Regions from separate parts of the Lactuca sativa genome. Here region 1 is linked to region 2. The links are chromatin contacts, called in public Hi-C maps. All regions are on one chromosome and are shown on one strand. The core of a region is the stretch at or near the end of the contact, and the rest is flanking DNA. Distances in the headings are between cores, read along the strand shown.

What was found. A called contact is a pair of places that touch in the nucleus more often than the background predicts.
Region 1: a contact with region 2 is called in a Hi-C map of leaf, with 3 times the contacts expected there. The contact joins the promoter of LOC111909588 here to the promoter of LOC111909590 in region 2. A contact is called at or near these places in 2 of 4 Hi-C or Micro-C datasets (both in leaf).

What each region holds. Positions count from the first base shown.
Region 1 is chr8:104,972,272-104,975,814 of Lsat_Salinas_v11, reverse strand. LOC111909588 (plasma membrane ATPase 4) reads right to left here and starts at 1,486. Exons shown (of 15, transcript XM_023905376.2): 1 at 1,175-1,486. The coding sequence starts at 1,231.
Region 2 is chr8:104,496,372-104,499,701 of Lsat_Salinas_v11, reverse strand. LOC111909590 (adagio protein 1) reads left to right here and starts at 2,012. Exons shown (of 2, transcript XM_023905377.3): 1 at 2,012-2,601. The coding sequence starts at 2,375. It overlaps LOC111909591 (a long non-coding RNA gene), which reads right to left and starts at 1,028. Exons shown (of 2, transcript XR_002856247.3): 1 at 812-1,028; 2 at 11-609.

The DNA.
Region 1 (3,543 bases), core at 237-2,736, 480 kb before region 2:
TTTTACTATATAATAAAATGAGATGAAATTCTTACCAATTTATTCAATCATATTTTAATTTGTCACTAACAAATTTACCAATTATGCATGCATAATTTGATAAGAGAATTATTTTGTTACATAAATTGGTAAAAAAAAGGTGACAGCAGAATACATAATTTATTAAAAAAAATAAGTGATTATACTGCATAAAATGAAAAAAAAAAAAATGTAAGACGGTAAGTTAGTTGGACAAATAAATCATAACCCCTTATTTTAAATTTAAATCAAAATCAAGAACCTAAAAGCAAAAAATCTAGATTTGATGCCTAACAAAAATATCTTGATTTATCTAATGATATCAAAAGATTCTGATATTCTTAACAACTTAACAAAAAATCAAAATTCTAAAAAACCTGCAAATTCTGTTATATTTCCTCCAAGATTTTTTTTTTCAAATTAACTCCATTATATTTATTATATCAACTTAATTTAAAAATATCAACAAAGCCATCTTTGACTATCCATTGAATTTAAAGTGAAAAGAGTTCTTCACAATCATCTCTAATATCCACACACGATTGAGAAGATCAATCAATATTCGAATTAAAATAAAACTCAGACTGTTGATTAAGAGACCAAAACAATTAATCCACCTCTATTATTCGTGAGAATTATAGAGTAAATAATTGAAGAATTTCATTCTATTACGCAAGTTGGACAGTAATAAAGGCATATATAAAAGCGAATCATGAGGTGTTAAAATCAAAATTGCAATCGTACACATACCTTGAAAGCGATAGAGGAAACGCAAAGAAAACGTTTAAATTATTTTTAGGAAAGAAAAACAAGTAACTTTGTCGATTAGCATGCAAACCGTACAGGAAATTTAAATCATTATTTTAATCGATTCGTAACTGATAGGAGGAATAAACAAGTGAAGTAAGGTGTTTGTTTATGAAGGAAAGTGTTCACATGCGTGAACGCACCAAAAAGCAAATTAAAAACAAACAACATGATGTTGCTGCGTTAATCAATGATGATGTTAATGTCGCTAACGACGATTTCAATCTCAAATCTCAAATCGAAATAAGAAAAAAAAATCAGCAGAAACTTAAGTTGATTTCCAAAGTTTATTCAGAAAAAAAAAATCTCTCAGAAAGGACTAGAGAAGAAGAGAAAGTGTTGTTCATACCAGATCAACAGTCTCGTTTTTAATCTCTTCGAGACTAAGCGCTTTATCACCGCCCATCTTGGCAGTGGCTGAGAGACGACAACACCGATGAACGGCGGCGACGACGCCGAGAAATCAAAAGAGCAAGAGAGATGTGTTTAATTGGGGGAAATTAATGAATGAAGAAGAGCATCAGTAGGTTATAATGAAGAGAGAGAAGCAATGGAGTTTGAATTGTACTCAAACCCCAAAGAGAAAGAGAGAGATTTGGTGTTGTTGAGGAAAGGGTTTTCTACACCTCAGGTGTATGAGTCTCTTTATACTTCACCACACACCCCTTCCCTCGTTGAAGATACCACCCGTTATGACCTCTAACCCCAATGTGATTGTGGGCCCCTTTACCCAACCTCCACCCTCCCTTTTATTATTTTTCTTTCTTTATCCTTTATCACTTTTTTTATAAAATCATAAATATATTCTCTATAAATCTATAATGTATAATTGTGTATCATTAAACTTATCTTTCCGTTAAATATAATATTATCCTGATAAATCTTTCCCAGGACGTGTTGTTAAATAAAAATTGGATGAATATGGACTTTTTTTAAGTACGATTTATTTGAATGTTGAATGTTAAAAAAATTAGATAAATATGTATAAATAGTCTCATGTTATTTACAACAAAATCATAAGTCTACATTTTAATTAATTTTTTATGAGAAGGTCCATATAATTCCAAAGCCTTATTTATTTCTAAACAATATAAAAGAATTCATTTGATAATTTTGATTTTAATTTTATTTATTTATTTTTAAGTTTATATAAATATTAGAGTAAATGGGTCATCTTACCCTCACTTACCCCCCCCCCCCCCTCCCCCTCTCTCACACACACACACACACACATTTCTTCAAGATCTTCAAGACTCTTCCACCATCATCATCTCACTTATGAATCTTGTATCAATGCCAACACCGACAACTAGGGCTGTAAACGAACTGAACTTGGCGGAAAGTTCGTTTATGTTCGTTTATTTAATAAATGAATGAACATGAACAATGATCTCGTTCGTTCATTTATGTTTGTGAACATTTGTTTATGATGTTCGTTTCCGTTCGTTTATGTTCGTTTGTTTAAGTTTATTTATATTCATTTATATTAAATGTTTTTTTTATTATATTGCTATATTATATATTCGTTTATGTTCATATATGTTCAATTGTATTTTTTTTTATCTTTGTTCGTTTATGTTTGTCCGTTTAGCATGTTCACGAACATAAACGAACGAACATGAACAAGAAAATCTTGTTCGTTTATCTGTTCATGTTCGTTTGTTGTTCGGCTAATTTAAACGAACGAACATAAACAAGACCCTGTTCATGTTCATTTGGTTCATTTACAGCCCTACCGACAACTAATAAAACCCGATAGAGTCCCACCATTTTGGAACGATGTGACTTGATCGACTTGTAAATGCAAACAATTGACTCGATTATGTTTACCTTAAAAAAAACAAAGGAAGATTGCAGAGGACGATACTCCATTATCTAGTTCACATCATGCATTCAGACTACAATTACACTAGAATCTAAAGTTATGTTAGAGATATATTAACGAAATATAATGCGTTTTTGTTCTACACATTTTTCTGTGTGGAATCGATCTCTAGGTTGAAGCTTGATTGATTTGTTAGAGCATCACTAATCTAGGTCGAAGTCTCCCTCGTTGAAGCAAGAGTTGGAGTTATTGGTTTTTGGTGTAGACTTGTCGAACAATAATTAGATATGATATGGTCGTCATCCATGAAGATAAGGGGAGGGAGTCATCGAAAATTAGTCAGATGGAATAGGGATTCCATTATGAGAAACCTTGACCAGCTGTTGCCGGAAGAGTTAAATATGTCACCCTTCTACACAAATGATTTAGGGTTTTTATACCATAAAGGTTGTTCTTGCCTGACATAGAGGTTTTAGATCGGAACGACAAGGCGTTAGTGTTTACATATTGGAGCTACGGTTTACAAATTTGGAAACGATGCCTTTCTCTCTCTATCTCTCTCCCTCATTCTCTTAGAAGGTCGTTTAAATAAGACCTTAAATCGTCGGTGAAGGTGGCATTAAGTTTACCAATGACTGTGATGTTAGGTTTTTGATGCCACTAGTGGTTTTATTGGTACATATGTTAAAGAGTTTCAGTCGTTTAGGTATGTGGCAATGGTTCCTAGCGTGAATGGTAATGGTTTCCAGCAACACAATGAAGATAGAGATAGATGGAGTTGGTATGTGTTAAAGAGCGAAGTGTGGTTTGGATGGGGCTATATTATTTTTTTTTCTCTTTTTATCTAAAAAATAATAAAGTAAATAAAAAACGAAAAAGAAAACAACAAAGGG
Region 2 (3,330 bases), core at 763-3,262:
AGATCTTAAGAATCTAAATAGAGGTCTTAGTGTTTTTGAGATTGTTTTTCACATATAGGATCTTAAGAGAAGATTACAACCCATCCTTTTTGAAATAATCTAAATCCAAAATACTCTAAGTAAATGCTTATAAGGGACACCATATATTTAACTTTTTGTACACCTGTAGGAATGGTAAAAGTGCACCGTTTAATCATGAAATAACAAACAATGTCCGTTTAATTAGTCATTACTCGCCCCAATCGAGGTTTTCAATTCTTGACGCTTTAACCTCCTTCTCATCTTTACAAGCTCCCAACTCTTCTGAGTGAAGCATCGTAACAATTAGGCCAGCTTTATCTTCCATCTTTTGCTCCTTTCCATTTCCATTGTTACAAACCTCATCATTACTCCTTTTTATTCTTCATCTTTATTCATAAACTTGGTAAACATAATTTCTATGGAGACAATTCTTGACAAATTCCATACACTAGACGTGCTCTGTTTAAATTGGTTACCTTGTGATTTCAACGAAGTAGCCCAAAGATTGTTGTTGGAGATTGAAATCCAAATGGCTGTTAGAGGATGTATATAGTCTCGTTATAAACATATGGAGTTTGAGGCTTAGATCTGAATACAGAACAAAGCAATTGAATTACATCTATGATCTATCCAATTTTTTGCTATGATTGTATTAATTATATATAAGCATGATAAAAATGTATAAATCTAATCGCAGAGAGGAATTAAAATATAGTTTCGGATGTTTTTAACCATATGAAACTATATTATACTATATGTTTTCGATTGATAAACAAAAGGAAATACTTACAATCATCAAATGAATTTAGTAGACATACACAACACTCGATCTGGATCAAAATTCTAAAGAACGCCATGATAAGCAATATGAACCAACAGAGAGAGAAGTAAGAAGAGGGAGTTTTATTTAAATATGAAACTTTGGCATGTATAAAATGAAAAAGAAATTAATATATTTATATTTTATATTTACACTTTATTTTATATTACTTAGGTACCCTTCTCCATCTGTGCATTTATTCCACAGTCCGAAACTTTTAGAACCTTGCTCTGATAACCCCTTAACTACCACAAACACGAGCCCTATCCCTCTGATTACCTTTAATTTAATTTATTTTATTTTTTTTAAATAAATAATAATTCACGTCCACTTTTTTTGTTAAGTCAACCCAAGATTGGAAAATTATATGTTTTTAAAAGTTGTGTATATATAATAGGCCATTATTTAGTGTGATCCTTGTGGAATTCACGCTTATGTGTTGCTTGCACTTCATAATTTCCACTAATTTTTTCGGTCATCCCTTTTATGTCATTTTTTTGCTTTTGGTTGCTTATTTCATGTTATTTGGTTTCTTATTTCATGTGATGATTTATGTACACGATTATACATAATTTCCTAGCCATTAAATTACTTGAATCACTAATGAACTTATACCCACATTAGTAGGAATCTTAGTTGTCGCAAACTTATTCACCATTTTTAGTTAGTTATAACATGTTTATTATCATTGCACTTCTCTTAAATAGAGGCTTGTTTGATCCTCGCAAATAACATGTGCATGCCACAAGTCTATAAAAATTTCTTTTAATATGAAATTCATAATAGCTGGATGAGGAATATAATAATATTAATCTACCATGAATACAAAATACAATCCGTGAGCCTAAATGGAAGGTTTTTAAGATGACATAATTAATGGTTGACCGATAATATTAATACCTAGTGAATGATATAAGTTGCTATTTCAAGGGTTACTAATATTTATCAACAAAAAAACATATCCATAAAAGAAATTCTTACGATATTTTTTAAATTTCGAAAAAATAGTCGTATAATACACACCACACTTATATGAGTAACTTTAATATATTTAGTTTTTCACATAATTAATTAAGTCAATTAACAAAAAATGAAAGAAGTCAAGGGCCACTATTACTAAAAAAGATAAAACAGTTTTGGGGAGTGGAAACATACAAATTTCCAAATTCTTTGTGGAGTCAGGAGAGCCGTGGAGATATTTCGATATCACCTCTTCATCCCCCTTCTGTGTTGCTCTCTCTCTCTGTACGAGCTCATTTGCAAAATTCATACGCACCACTCATTTACACAACCCAATAACTCGAAATTAAGCCACACAAAACCCTATTTCATCAGAGGTTCGTCTAGATTTTACTAGGAATAGTTGTTTCTATTAGGGTTTTTACTTCTTCTTCTTCTTCAGTGACTCATCTGTCTACCACTCTATTTGTTTTTTTTTTTTTTTTTTTTTTTTTTTTTTTTTTTTTTCTGTTTCAATTTGAGGTGTATCTTATGGGGTGAAGCGCCAGTTATTCGATATTTGCTTTGCTTTTTATGGAGTGGGACAGTAGCAGTTCTGATCTGAGTGGTGACGAGGAAGAAGGGTTTTTATTGAACGATGGCGGCCCCTTGCCGTACCCCGTCGATAGCCTGCTTCAACCGGCGCCGTGTGGTTTTGTGGTTACGGATGCGTTAGAGCCTGATCAACCGATTATCTACGTCAATTCGGTTTTCGAGATGGTTACTGGGTATCGCGCTGAAGAAGTCCTTGGTCATAATTGGTGAGTACTGTTTTAATCCACCTAATTGAAATTAGCTCAATTGAGCCATTCGTTTTTATAAAATGATCTTGTTGTTTAGGGTTACTGTGTTTTGGGGTTTTGAAATATTCTCGTTCTTGATATCGTAGGTTTTTGCTTAATTTTGTTCTTTTGAAACATATGCACCATAGATAACCTTCAAATCTAGCACTTTAGTACATCAATAACCTTCAAAAAAAACACCAGGAATTGCGTTGCACATAAGATAATGTAAATCTAAATAATCCCCTGAATTCCCGTGAGTTTGTTTCATAACACCAAGCATGGATAAACAAACCTAATAATTGTTTTAATAGTAATGAGAAATCCAGAATAATCAATGTACAATAATTATTACTCGATATGCTTGGTATAATTATTCTGAACAGTTAATAAAGCTTAACAAGATCATGATATACCCTCTGCACTAATGTTGTCATTTAGGGGTCAAGGATTCTAATTAGATAATATGTTGACATGCATGTGCTTACCAATAAACTTCTTTTGGATTGTACATGGGAAGCATTAATCATCCTGATAGATCACATGGAATTATTGTATTATTCAGGTCATGTTATCTTTGATGATGAGCACAAAAGACCTGTTTGTGTTTTTTAAGCATCTAGCATAGTATGGTGAATGCCATTAGGAGTATTAAGAGCATAATAAATACATTATTACCAAAAATTGCTTGATGCATCTTTCTTTCAT